2 separate regions of the Mus musculus genome follow, and region 1 is linked to region 2. A link is a contact called in public Hi-C data. All regions are on one chromosome and are shown on one strand. The core of a region is the stretch at or near the end of the contact, and the rest is flanking DNA. Distances in the headings are between cores, read along the strand shown.

Region 1 (7,083 bases), core at 3,254-5,753, 110 kb before region 2:
GTGACAGATAATCACTCTGACCCACAGTGCCTTTTCAGGTTAGCATTTCTTTTATTCTTTGGTGTTTTCCTATTTTATATTTTCTTATTGCTGTGAAGAGACACCATGACATGGCAACTCTTATAAAAAAGAAAACACAGTTGGGGCCTTCCTTATGTTATGGTTTCAGAGGTTTAGTTCATTATCATCATGAAAGGAAGCATGGCAGTGGCATGGTGCTGGAGAAGTAGTTGAAGCTACATCCTGATCTATAGGTAGTAACAGAGACACTAAGCTTGGCACTGTCAGTGACACACTTCCTTTCGCAAGCCTACGCCTCCTAATCCTTTCAGCTAGTTCCACTCGAAGGTCAGTGAGTGAGCATTTAAATAGAGGAGCCCAGGGGAGCCACTCTTACTCAAACTTCTTCTTCAGAACAAGTTCAGGTTGAGTTACCAGTAAAGGACTCGGATGACTCCTCTGAGGTACTAGTGAGGCCAGAATTAAAACACAGAAAGACACTTAGTTTCTCCCTTTCCAGCTCAGTCTTAATATATATCGCATTATATATTGGAATTACTCAGTTATAGAGATCTTGGTAAGTAAGAAATGAATTCATTGTAAGGACTTACAGATTTTTTTTTTTAACAGCAATTCGTTAACGTCTTCAATTTTTCTCCAGGAGGATCTGACACCCAAGGATATTGAAGAGATTATTGATGAACTCAAAGCTGGAAAAGTTCCCAAACCAGGGCCAAGGTATGCGTTCATTTATATATATAAACTCTGATGGCATAACCTACCCTGAACTGCCTTTCACAGCAGCGGGGTTTTAAGAGTTTTGCTCATTCATAGGAGACAACTGGAACTTTGCATATCTAAAGTTCTCATCTAAAGCAAGATTTTTTTTTTTTGGTAAAAAATCCATAAAATACGGCTGGGGAAATGGTTCAGTGTTCTGTCCATGCAGGGCTAGGGTGAGACCGGGAATCCTGTGAGAGAGGTAGCTGGCCAGCCTAACTAAACCAGCAAGTTTACAGTTCAGTGTGATGCAGAGCATAAGGTAGAGAGTGATAGAGACAGACATCTAACGCTGACTTTGTTCCCCCATGTGCACATACATACACCACACAAAAACACATGTGCAAACATGCCTACATACATCTCACACATATATGGGAAAAAACTTTGTAAGATAATTATCTGTGACCTACCAGAATATTTATTCTGAAAGAGAATTTCCTTCAAATAGAAATTGCTTAAAAGTTCATGTTACTAAGAAGATTGATCTGAAATTAGCCTTCCTCTTATTCCCACCTAAAGATCCATTTTCCCTTTCAATCAATACAACATTATTTAAAACATGTTTTAAATTTTGATCATGTATAATGTATATGTGGAGGCCAGAAGACAGCTTTGTGGAGTTGCTTCTCTCCTTAAGCCTGTATAGGTTTCAGGTTTTGAACTTGGGTTGCTGTCCTTATCAACAACCACTTTTTCCTACAGACCCATGTCATTGACCCCAGACAAGATGATCTTTAATTATTACTTTTCTTGAAATAGCTATCTTGTATTCTCCCTATCTTTTTGTCCTATTTAATATCACAGATCTTTAGTTTTCCTTATGTGCCATAGTTTGGTCTCCATGGGATTTCTAGTTGGCTTGTGAATTCACAGTGATACTTAAAACTAACTGTAGTACAGTCAGTCATATGTCACATAACCAGCAATAGACAACAGACACAATGAAGTCCATAAAGTTACATCAAAGCTGAAAGTGCCTGTTAATATTATTTCGAGATAAGGTCTTACGATAGCCCTGGCTAGTGTGGAACTCACTATATAGACCAGGTTAGCAACTTAAAAACGCTCTGCCTGCCTTTGCCTCTGGAGTGCTGGCTGGGATTAAAGGTGGCCAGTTTTTTACAGTAAAAATTTACATATGCTAATCACTAATAATCATTACTTGCTTTTCTTTTCAGGAGTGGCCGCTTCTGTTGTGAGCCAGCTGGAGGCCTTACTTCTTTGACTGAACCACCCAAAGGACCTGGCTTTGGTGTGCAAGCAGGCCTTTAACTTGTATTCAACTGTAAAAAATGTCACTGGACAAATAAAATATGAACTTCCCTACATAAGCTTTATTCGGTTTGCTTATTCCCACCTGTACATCCTGGCAGTAATCTAGTAACTTGCAGCTGCTAAATATTATGTCAAAACAACAGGACCACTATCTCGGTCTACCTGTGAAGACCTATCATTATAACAGAATCAAGTTAAGAATTATTTTAGTGTTGCCCATTCATAGAGCCATGTCATTTTTATCAGTGAAGTAAAAGTTTTGCAAAACTTAAAATACATTTTTCCTTTGTATCTTTAGACACAGCCAAATTGTTAAATTTTTTATAAGCTTTATGTCAATGTTCCCTTTAAGCGTTTTAACATTTAAGAGCATATAGTTGTTACTGAAGTTTCTGACTGGTAAGACCTCCCTATCAGTACTACCGGTAAGAGAATTTTCTCAAAGTATTCCATTTATGTTTGCTATCTCATTCTGTAGCCCTGCTTGTATGTTTACCAGGCTGGCCTTCAACTTTGGGTAGTTTTGCTTCTGCCTCTCAAGTTCTGGGATTGTGGTAAAAGCATTATTTATAAAAAGAAAAGTTAAAATAATTTGATATTTCTTTAGCTATATTTATTTATTTTGATACAGGATCTCACTTTGTAGATCAGACTGGACTAGAACTCAGAGATTTAGTAAAGATATTCAAACCCACCATACTTGAACTTTAGCTATGTTTTTGTTTTTGTCGTTTGAGGCATGGTTTGGCCATCTTTGGCTATATTTTTAACACTGGAAGCACCTAAGAACTAACTGGTGGAGTTGGTAGGCTGGACAATGTGTTTGTATGAATAAAACATTACCTTCAACTCAAGAAAGGAGGTAATAGTGCCGTGCTTCTGAAAATGCAGAATAGAAATAGTTTTCATTCCTGGAATAATCAGATTGCTTCAGGATTTATCAAAGTCAGTGACCCTACAGGGACCTCATTATAGAGGTAGGCACTCAGGAGGCAGAGGCAGGTGATCTCTTGAGAGTTTGAAGTCAGCCGGTTCTATGTATGGAAGTCCACACCAGACAGAACTAATTAATGAGACTGTCTTTTTTTTTTTTTAAGCTAGATTTGATTTATATTATGTGGATTAGTGTTTTGCCTGTGCTCGTGGTGTGCACCAAATCCAGAAGAGAGCAGTGGACACCCAGGAACTGAAGTTACATAAGGTTTTGAGTGGTCTTGTGGGTGTTGGGAACAACTGAATCTAGGTCTTCAAACAGTGCTTTTAACCCCAGAGCCATCTCTCCAGCTCTGCCTATATAAAAAGACTAACTGGTTGTGAGTGCTTATGATTTAGGGTCTAAGGTAGGTCTTTAAAGTTAAGTTTTCACCAGAAATATAGCTCTCACTATACACCACTGTTGGGTACTTGGTTGGCATGAGCAAGGGCAGAGCTTCAGTCCCCAGTTCACACATACACAGATTTCTCTAGAAGACTGTTCATACTGAAAGTTTTTTATAGCTGAGAACAATGGAAGACAATCTATCCTGATTTTTTTTTTTAATGAAGGTTTATGTCCCTGTCAAGCCCAAAACTCACATCAGAATTTACAGCTTATTATTGATAGGACTGTCTTAAAATCATTAAGATACTAACGGATACTGAAGGAGGCCACAGTTAACGAAGAGGGAGAAGATGGTTTCCTGTGGAGTATGTAACTTCTTAGGGTGGTTAAAGCACAACGGTTGCAGGCTAACCGCTGTAGATTAAAGTATTCAGAAGGAAGTCTGAGGACAAGCTGCTGCGATGGTAAAATTTCCTCACACGCCCTATGAGACTTAGTACCACAGGAACAAATTTGGTGAAATTTCTGCTCAGAAAGGTCACAGGATCGCATGGCTAGAACTGAGCTTACCGATGCGTTCTTTGCAAGCAGTGCTTAGAGCCGTGCTTTGGGAACAGAGTGCGTCTGGCTGGGACATCCCTCGGCCCGCGCCGCACGAAGCGGCTCAGTCACGCAACCCGGACCTGCCCCACAGTGCTGCGGTGCCCTCCCGCCCGCACGACCACCGCTAACAAAACCCTCCCGGTTTCCGGCTGGTTTTGCCGTCCCAACTCAAACCCTGCAAAAATATGTGCGTTTCCTCCGCCGGGCGCCAGCACCCATGCCGCCTTTTGCACATCTCCGGTGGTGGTGACTGCGCGTGAGGAGCTCCCCGGCCGACGGCTCGAGGGCTGCTCCGACTCCCACGCGGCTCCAGGACTTCCGGCCCCCTCCACCCGCTCCGCTTCGCTCCCCAAGAACGCCACCCGCCGCCGCGCGCTCCGCTCCTCCGGGGAGCCCAGGGACGGGCGCGTCGGGGGCGGGGCACGGCGGTCACGCCGCCCGTCCCGTGCCTGCAGGAGTCACGTGTCCGCCCGGGTCACGTGCTCGCGCCGCAGCCAATCGCGGAGAACGCTGTCCAGGAGCAAGGAGGCTGTGGTGAGAGACCGACCAAGACCGGAGATGTTTTTAAGCCTGGCCCCGGCGGCATCAGGGGCTGTTGCAGCGGCGACGGAGACACCGGCAGCGGCGGCCACCCGGAGGTCCTCGTTCAGGGGGTGAACCCTTCTGCGCCCGCTGAGCCTCGGGTCTGTGCGGGCCAGGGGGGCGTGGCGACCAGAGGGGAGGAAGGAGGGCGCGGTTTCGAGTCTGTCCCGGGTACCAGGGAGGAGACCCTCAGCCCGGTGCCCCGTCTCCTCCCCGGAGCCAGGTAGGGGGGTTGCGCCTCTGCCAGCCGCGCCCAGCCGTGTGCTACGCGCCACTCGGCCCAGCCCAGCCCGCGGCGCGGCCGGCCGGACCGTGACAGGCCGTTGGTGGCCGCCCCGCCCGGCATCCTGACGGGTCGCGGCGCAGGTGGGGCCGCCGCTGGGCGACGCTCGGGCGGCGGCTAGCGCGAGCGCCTTGGCCGCCGCTTACCGGAACATGGCGCGGCCGGGAGGGCGCCGCCAGCGCACCGGGACGGACGGCATCGCGGGGGCGCGCCGTGCCGCCGCGCGCTCCCGGTGCCAGCGGCGCTGCGTGCGCGGTTGTCGGAGACTCGGTGCGGGCCGGGGCGTAGGAGGCGCGATGGTCCCGGGAGAGGTGCGTGAAAGCGAAAGAGCTGCGGCTCGCCGGAGCCAGTTCTGTCCTAAATGCCAGTGCGACCTGCCCTTGCCGCGTTGAGCGATCAGGTCTAGTTTGTGCCAGTTCCGATTGGAATGATGTTCAGAGACCCTTAGAGCGTATTGGAATCTTAGATCTGGTTTTTGGAGAGTAAGATGGAGATGACGCATCCTTCAGGATCCACGGCGTTGAATAAAAACGCTGTACAAAGAGGTCACCGAAGCCCAGCTGACAGCTGTTTTAATAATTACAGCGAGAATAGTTGAGGATGGAAATGAACAGTATTGCACTAGTTGAGTACGTCGGAAACATTTGAAGCAGTGTGGTTGTAGGGACTGTAATTTCCGCTGGACACCCCTTGAACTGGGGCGAAGTATGTTGCAAATCCGGCGATCAGTGACGCTCAGGGATTATCGTTAATTCTGTGGTTGAGACGAACCTGCATTCTCAGCCATGTGTTTCTTCTTATTTTAAAATGGCCTGAGTCAATTATAAAGAAAGATGAACTATCCCAGTAAGTCATCTGTTCATTAAAAACATATGCCCAAGTAGGCCTTTAAAAATCTTGCTTACTGATCTTTTTTTCATTTTCTTAAAGCGTTACACAAAGGCTTTCCTGGAGATTAACTCAGAACTGCCAAAATGTGCTCTCTTGATGCCAAATGGTTTAAAAGCAAAAATTAGAATCACCAATGTGACAATGAAGACATTGTTGTAGTTCCCTTTAAAACGTTTCAGTTTGACATTTAATATTTTAATATATTTTGTTTACATGGTGAATGTGGAGGGCAGATGACAACTTCCTAGGAGTTGGGGTTCTCACCTTTCCCTGTGTGGGCTCCAGGCAGGCTCTTAGGCTTGGTGGTTCGAACCTTTATGCGCTGAGCCATCTTGACCTCCTTCAGTTAACCTCCTGAGAGCGCTTTCATTTGGATTAAAAGCAAAAAACGTATAAAAGTATGTAATGCTTCTCCCTGGGTTTATAGATGCAGAGAGAAAGGCTTTATTTACTACTTAAGAATCTGTTATAGTCGATAGAAGTACTAATCGAATTTCTAACACTCTCCAAGACAGCTTGGCCCAGGACAAACCTAGTTGTTCAACGTATGTGTTCTGTTTTAGAGACTGGCAAAGTTCTCTGGAAATGAAACCAGGGGTTTAAGTGTATTTGTGGAAGGAATATTAGAATTGAAAGTTGGAAGCTGTTCTCAATTTGTTACAGTTTGTGTGTTTTACAATTGTTAACATCATCTATGGACTAAGGGCCTCTGAGACAGTTGGTGATGTCTGGGTGTGCACCCTATGAAGTGAATTGGAAGAAGAGTTAACAGAGCAACACTGAAAGAACTCGGGTGCTGAAGATGTTCTGCAGTTTCGGTATTGGCTCTTTAATATCCAGGAAAAAAAAAAACAAAACACTGGTTGGACTTTATCTGGTGACAGTGGAATATGTGGGAAAGAAGCTGCTTTTTATCCAGATTACAGAGTTGTGGAAGTGTAACTTGGAAGGGAAACCCTGAATTTCATCCCCGCCATTGCATGAACCAGGCTTGTTGTTGTTTTATGTTATTATGACAAGCCACTGAATTACATCCCCAGCCCCCAAACCCCCATTTTAAAGGCTTTAAAAAAATACATAATTTATTTTTTATTCTGTGTTCCTTGGTGTCTTGCCTGCACATATGCCTGTGTGAGGGTTTCAGAAGCCCTGAAACTGCAATTACAGACAGTTGTGAGTTGCCATGTGGGTGCTGGGAATAGAGCCTGAGTCTTCTGCAATACCAACCAGTGCTCTTAACTGCTGAGCCATCTCTTGAGCCCCTTAAAGGCTTATTTTTAATTATGTGTCTGTGTGGGTGTGTACAGGAGTGCAGGGTGTCTGCAGAGGATGGAGGTGTTGATCC
Region 2 (7,290 bases), core at 271-2,770:
TGGGTATGCGTGCATGGCAGTTGTTGTCTGTTGTTGTTCTTACACAGGTTCTCATGGGTCCCAGACTAGTTCTGGACTTGATATGAAGCCAAGGCTAGCCTTGAGCTTCAGACCCTCCTACTACTTATCAAATCCTGGGATTATATGCATTGCACCACCACGCCAGTTTTATGTGGTACTGCGGATTGATCCTCAAGTGTTTGCCAAGCAAGTACTCCCCCAGCTGAGCTGCCTCCCTTTGAACCAGGTTAAATGGATGCTTCCTTTGGGAGTGGAGCAGTAGCTAGTTCCAGCACTTATGGATCGCATTAGTCAGGGTTCTCTAGAGTCACAGAACTTATGCATAGTCTCTATATAGTAAAGGAATTTATTGATGACTTACAGTCTGCAGTCCAACTCCCAACAATGGTCAATAGCAGCTGTGAATGGAAGTCCAAGGATCTAGCAGTTGCTCAGTCCCACAAGGCAAGCAGGTGAAGGAGGGAGGGAGGGAGAGAGAGAGAGGGAGAGAGAGAGAGAGAGAGAGAGAGAGAGATTTCCTTTTTCCAATGTCCTTACGTAGGTCTCCAGCAGAAGGTGTAGCCCAGATAAAGGTGTGTGCCACCATGCCTTTAATCCCAGATGACCTTGAACTCCCTGTCTTAATCTTCTGGAATCCATAGCCACTATGCCTCAAGATCTCCATACCAAGATGCAGGTCAGAAACCTGTATCTCCCAACCTCCAGGTTAGGATCACTGGTGAGCCTTCCAATTCTGGATTGTAGTTCATTCCAGATATAGTCAAGTTGACAACCAGGAATAGCCACTACATGGAGCCATCTGTAACCACAACCATCTGTAATTCCAGGGGATCCAACGCCCTCTTCTGGGTTTTGGTCTCTTCAGGCACTAGGCACTAATCTGGTACACATGCGTATATGCAGACAAAACACCCATACAGAGCTAATTAATTATTAGGTTAGTGTTTCTCTGTCCTTAGAAATTAGTAGTGCTACACCACCCAGCACTCAGGAGGCAGAGGCAGGCAGATCTCTGAGTTCAAGGCTAGCCTGGTCTGCAGAGTGAGTTTTAGGACACTTAGGACTACACAGAGAGACCCTGTCTCCAAAAACAAAAAGAGAAAAGACATCACCAATATTGGTAAATATTTCAGAAAAAGAAACATTAGTTAATCATGAGTATTTACTGTGAACCACAACTGGAAAATAGGAAATAAAAAACAAACCTATTTTAAGAACTAACATAGTGGGCTTAGAGAGATGGCTCAATGGCAAAGGGTGCATACTAGTTTTGAGGAGGACTTAAATTTGATTCCTACTTCCTTCCTATGTCAGCTGACTCAGAACCACTCATAACTCCAGCCTCAGAGAGATCTGATGGCTCTGGCCTCACGTGTACATGTCCACACAGAAACACTTGCACACAGTTAAAGTCTATCAGAGGGCCACAGACAGGGGAGTTGTGTGTGTCTTTGCACTCACTATCCAGTGCACCTGTCTGCTTACAGCTCGAACACGAAGGACAGGATGATAAACCAAACACATTCTGTACACTGGTGCACCCTTGAAATCCTAGCTCTTAGTGGTAGAGAAGTAGGGAGATTTCAACAAGTTTGAACCAGCTAGACTACACAGCAAGACCCTGTCCCCCACCCCCCCAAAAAAAATTGACCTGAAATTTTAAAGCAATTCTGTCTAGATTTTACAATTCTTTCAATAGTTTGGAATCTCATAATTTCAAGGAATATTAGCAAGCCCAAATTAAAGAGATGAATATGAAATGGTAAACGCACGTTGGTGTAAACAGGCTTGAAGATTTTATGATGTGTTCCTTAGCCTTAGTCTCTATCCCTAACAAAGCTGGGGGTGAGATTATCTTGAAGCAGCAAGTGTAACAGATTAATCAAGCCTTCTCTTCCTTTAAATAGACCTGTCTCTTAATGAGGCAGCAACACGAAGCTGCAGCTTTAAATGCCGTCCAGAGGCTAGAATGGCAGCTCAAACTCCAGGAGCTGGACCCTGCCACGTATAAGTCTCTCAGTATTTATGAAATCCAGGAGTTTTATGTTCCCCTTGTTGATGTTAATGATGATTTTGAACTGACTCCTATATAGCAGTAAGTACTTGTGTTGGTATCATCTTAAACTAACCGTATCTAGACATCATACTGTGGAATACTGCCTTTTAAGAAAAACCCTGATACACGCCTTTACAGTTGTTAGTGAAGTTAACTAAAGTTGGATATGTAGTGAACACTGTCATTTTATAAAAATAAAAATATTTTGGATCTTTGATCCAAATACAGTTTCTAACAGAAAACTATTATTTATATTGATCAGAGGTAACTATTGCATTAGAACAAACTGAACAGACCTTTAAAAAGTTGAGAAAAATCTGTTAACAACGCTGGAAGTTGTTAGCACTCCAAGTAGCAAGATACAGGTGACCAGTACTCAGCTGTCTTGTGGGCTGCATTGCACACACACGAGAGAGTGCAAGAGTCAGTTCCTGCCAAATAGGCTCTGACACAGAAGGAAACCTCCGCACAAAATTCTTCAGTTTATTTTATCTGTCAATTAATTGTACAGTTTTCTTTCTGAAAGGTTTAATATTGTCTTCCTTTTTAATAACTTATTTTATACATATTGTATATCTTGTAATTAATGGTCAAATGTATACAAGGAACTGATCAAAATGTGTACAAAGATAATTGTAAACCTGTTTGTTCTGTTGGACCAAAGTTGTAGTTTTTGAAGTGTAATAGCAGTGAGTTCTGATAGTAAACCTTTAAATAAGGTATGCATGTGTTTGAGTTAGCTTGTGTCCATCCCATAACTGTAAAGATGGTGGCTTGGTTGTATTGCATGCTTTCTATAATTTGGTTCTTTCCATTACTGATGCCTGAGACAGTGTGAGACTTGTTACACTAGTGTCCTGTGAGAGCCTGGAGCTCTGTGTGTGCTGGACACCTTGCTTAGAGGCAGTCATGCGGAGAGGCTCACGCTCCCGCCTCCTCTCGCTGGAGGAAGCCTGTTTCCCCCAAACAACAACAACAACAACAAATGCCTTTGAATGGAAATTCTGAAATTGTAAATGTCTATTTTAATACTCAACTATGAAAGAATTTGTGAATATATGTAAATATGTTTAATAAATTTTTTTGGTCATGTTAAATCATTGTAAACTTTTTTACATTGCTTAAATTTAATCTTTTAAGCTTAATATCCTTTGCACTTCTAAAATAAAAATGGAATACTGAAGTCAAGTGAGATACTTGGTCGTCAGAAGAAGAAAAAGTCTAGGGATATTCCAGTCCCTGAAATAGTCATGACATTTTTATTAATATATTTTCTTTTTTCCTTGTATCAAAATGCAAAATGTATAATTTGCAAAATTTTGTAATTGAAATAAGATTTGGTATGCTTTTATAGTAAAATAATGAGCAATACATTTAGAACACTTTCTCCCATGATCTGACATAGATTAGATATTCAGGAAAACTGGGGGCATAAACCTAACTGAACTTGTGAAACATTTGGGATGGAAAATTAGGTCTAAAATCATCATAGGCAAACCTGCCACAATGTGGAATTGAATTGGGAGACAATTCAATTATACTGGATAATTCCAGTTTTGATAAGGAACGGTGAAAAGAATATATGAATATATGTTAAATACTTTAAATTCAGCTCACAAGTGGGAGGTTCCAGCTAGTAAAAGAAAATAATAGGTTTTTTTAGTGCAAAGGTACATATTAAGCTTAGGGATTTTTGAATTTTTACATCAATTTATATTTTTATTCTTACTGTACTGGCATGCGCAATAAAGCAGCAGTGTGAAGAACACTCATACAGGATTTGATAAAGGTCAGATGTCATTTTCCTTAGAACGTTAGATGAAAGATTGTGGCCTTTCATTGCATGGGGCCAGAAAGGCAGGGTAGACTTTGAAGCACTGGTTTTTTGTTGTTTGTTTTTGTTTTTGTGAAGTTATGTTTATTAAGGCTGGGAACATTAGAAGCTAATTGATAAAAGCAATACTTTTTAATACAAAACCAACTTAATGCAAAGTTTGTTTATACTTTCGCCTAGAAAGAAAATTTGATGAGCTCGTGTGGCAGATTACAAAAATTAAAAAAGATTAAATGTTCAAGCAAGCAAGAGAAAAGGAAATCTGTAGAGCATTTGGTTCTGATGGTCCCGCCAGGGACCAGTCGAGGAAGTAGTACTGACTGAACAGAGCAAACTGTTGACAAAGGAAAAAGGAAAGGACAGGACAAAGCAGCCACACGTAAGCAGGGAGCCGCAGGTGCCGCCCTCAGCCCAGCTTTCCAGTCCCACCACAGTGCTCCCACCGCAGTGCTCACCCTCTTCCGCGGTGGCTCAGCCAGCTGCAGCCTCTGCCTGGACTCTGTACTACGCATTTCCTCTGCACGCCATCGGGATAGCTAAGTTACTGCACTTCATAGGGATGTGTGAGTTACACACAGTTAAGGACTCTTGATGTTAGAGACTTTGGGAAGGTCTGAAATAGGAGAAAACTTGCAATGGAGTATTTACCTAAAAGGTTTCAATTCTCAAAAGAAAAGTGAGGATGCCTAACGCAATCAGTGAATCTTTTTAAACTATTCCAACATCATGAACAAGATATTAAATTGTACCTAAGGATTTGTATTTCTTTAAGTCTTGTTCTAAATCATATCTGTTTAATAAATGACTAGTTAATATTTGTGCATGTTATTTAATAAAGAGTTATATTTTTATAGAAAACGTAAGAGTGAAAGTGTGCTCCGTGTCTTTTACTTAATGTCCCACTCCTGTATAATTCCGTGACACACCAATGTCTACTTGGGCCTCCAGCAAGATTGCAGAGATACTCACTGTATGAAAACAGTGCCGGTCACATGGTCCGAGTTAAGAGGGGTCTCAAAGATGACATGTGAGTAGGAGACATGCTGCACAATGCCCAAAGCCCCATGAACCTCTGGCACTTGAAATTCTACTGATCTAAGAAATGGAGTGCACACTAAGATAATTTCCTTTTCTTCCTCAGAAAGTGAGCTATGTCTTTGATTCTACCTCTACTGCTCTCGCATATAAACTCCCAAAATTTTCAGAAAGGCTATCGACTCGTTAAGGAAACACGTCACCATTAAAAAAAAATTGTTTAACCAGGCAGGCATTTCATGCCTGTAATCCCAGCATTTGGGAAACTGAGGCAGGAGGATTGCCATGAGTTCAATGTCCGATTGAACCCCATCTCTAAACAACTATATCAGTAAATTTTTCCAACAGTTAAGGCAAGAAGTGAAAAAAAAAATCTTTGGAGATACGTGTAATGTTTAATGTTTAATTTTTTTGTTTGTTTTGTCTTGTTATTTGAAACAGGGTCTCACTAGGTAGACTTAACTGGCCTGATACTTGGTATGTAGACCAAACTAACCTCAAACTCAGAAATCCGCCTCCGTCTGCATCTCAAGTCCTGGGATTGAAGGTGTGCTTCCCCACACACACCCAGCTAAAATTTTCTGTAATTCATTAACTTATTGTTGGCTTCTTGGAAGTCTTCTCTGTGCTTAGGGTGGGTCTTAAAGACCCCCAGAAACAGTCGCCAGGATTTATCCAATCATGAAAAATAAGATTCATAAAAGAAACTGAGCCAGATAAAGTGACCAATTCCATTCACTGGAGCTGCTCTTAGTCTAGGAAATGAAAAGTATTATTACAAAAGTAGGAAGAAGTATATCTAGAAGATCGGCCAGGTTTCCTGTGAGTGAGTGTGCACAGCCTCGGTAGTGATACAATTCGAGATCATGAGACATACTTCTGTCAAAGGAAATAATGCGAAGGGTTTTTTTTGTTTTTTTTTTTTTTTTGCCTAAAAAAATAGACAGTCTTTGCTCACATGGGGAATTCAGTGTTACTCCACGCAAACCGAAGAAATGGCAAGCACATTTGTTTTTCAAAATACATTTTTTAAAAGTGGTTACTATAACCAAATCTTCAACTAGTGCTAGATAAAAAGCCTTTATGTAGCTAATTTTCCCCTCACTTCTTAGAATAATGTTGCATATGTAGGATAGGCTCACAGGTGAAAAAGCACTTGTAATCCCACATTCAGCTCAACATTTGTCAGTACTTTTTTTTAAAAAAAAAGTGGTTATGATTTAGATATAATTTTTTAAACAATGCAGATCTAAGCAGTTTGATAACTCCTTGTTACAAGTACCCAAATCCATACAAAAAGTCACCCCAGAAAGTCTCTCATGCTTCTGTCCGTGCTGTCTCCCCCCAAGAGGCAACCAGTGAGCGCCTTGCCTTCGCACACCGTGTGTTCACTCAACCTAGTCTCAAACGTCGTGAAAATAAACTCATGTAGTATATACCTTGTGTCTCCCTTCCTCCTCAAGCGGATTTTGGAATTGATATGTGTTTCGTATATCAGTAACAAGTAGTAATTTTTAATAAGTAGTATGCTGTACAAATGTGTTCTCTTGTTCTTAGTGTTTGGATTGTTTACAGCCTGGGGTATTGTGAATAAACCTATGGACATGGAAACTTTAACGGAATCTGCTTTTCTTTTTTAATTTCTCTTAGATATTTACTGTCACATAGAATCATGCCACAGCTTACTAGAAAATGAGAGTTCTCCAAAGTGAATGCACCATTTTTACTACTACCTCCATGTTGCTCTGAAGTCTCCCTGACATTTGGTATTACCGGGTCTGGCATCCCGGATGCCCTGGGCTTACTACCAGCACTGGAGGGCTGGGGGGTTGGAACTAATAACATAGTCAGTTATTAGCCAGTTTACTAGCTGTGTAGTAACATCTTGTGGTTAATTTGTATTCCTCCAGTGATTCATGAAGTTGAGCTTATTGGAACTATTTGTACATATCATTTCGTAGTTTTGATTTTTGCTTGTTTTGAAACAGGGTTTCTTTATGCAGCCCTGGCTATTCCGGAACTCCGTAATAGATCAGGCTGACCACAAACTCACAGAGATCCCCCTGCCTCTGCCTCCCAAGTGCTGGGATTAAAGGTGTGCGCCACCATACCTGACCTTGTTTTGTTTTGTTTTTTTTCAGTCTTCAAGCATTTCCTCATTCCTTTGAGTTGTCTTGCTGTGTCGGTGGTTTCCCCCATGCATAAAAGTCCTTTGTCAGCTCTGGATGGACTCTGCAGTTTTACCCAGTGCAGGACTTGACACCCCCATCTTCTCAGTAACTAGTCCTCCTTCCTCCTCCTCCACATCAGTGATTTATTTCCGTCGAGCCTTAATCCCCAGACT

What was found. Hi-C and Micro-C count contacts between places; a contact is called where the count stands out from the background.
Region 1: a contact with region 2 is called in a Hi-C map of rod photoreceptor, with 2.4 times the contacts expected there. The contact joins the promoter of Ankrd12 here to the enhancer-like site in region 2. A contact is called at or near these places in 14 of 39 promoter capture datasets (the 3T3-L1 cell line, 3T3-L1-derived adipocytes, the C10 cell line and 11 more), 2 of 484 Hi-C or Micro-C datasets (bone marrow-derived macrophages and rod photoreceptor), 6 of 115 datasets of contacts at active chromatin or transcription factors (the 230-238 cell line, acute myeloid leukemia, bone marrow-derived macrophages and 3 more) and 4 of 9 other capture datasets (adipose tissue, embryonic stem cells, liver and 1 more).

The regions. Positions count from the first base shown.
Region 1 is chr17:66,074,466-66,081,548 of GRCm38.p6, reverse strand. Ankrd12 (ankyrin repeat domain 12) reads left to right here and starts at 4,503. Exons shown (of 13, transcript NM_001025572.1): 1 at 4,503-4,665. Ndufv2 (NADH:ubiquinone oxidoreductase core subunit V2) reads left to right here. Exons shown (of 8, transcript NM_028388.3): 7 at 662-738; 8 at 1,962-2,754. The coding sequence ends at 2,055.
Region 2 is chr17:65,964,976-65,972,265 of GRCm38.p6, reverse strand. It overlaps Ankrd12 (ankyrin repeat domain 12), which reads left to right. Exons shown (of 13, transcript NM_001025572.1): 13 at 1,929-4,765. The coding sequence ends at 2,114. Among named protein-coding and RNA genes, the nearest start is that of Twsg1, 17 kb to the right of the region's middle. Within about 2 kb of position 1,520, at least 2 of the 459 cell types and tissues checked have an H3K27ac peak or open chromatin away from gene starts, as enhancers often do. A contact at or near this core is called in rod photoreceptor, where this site is marked.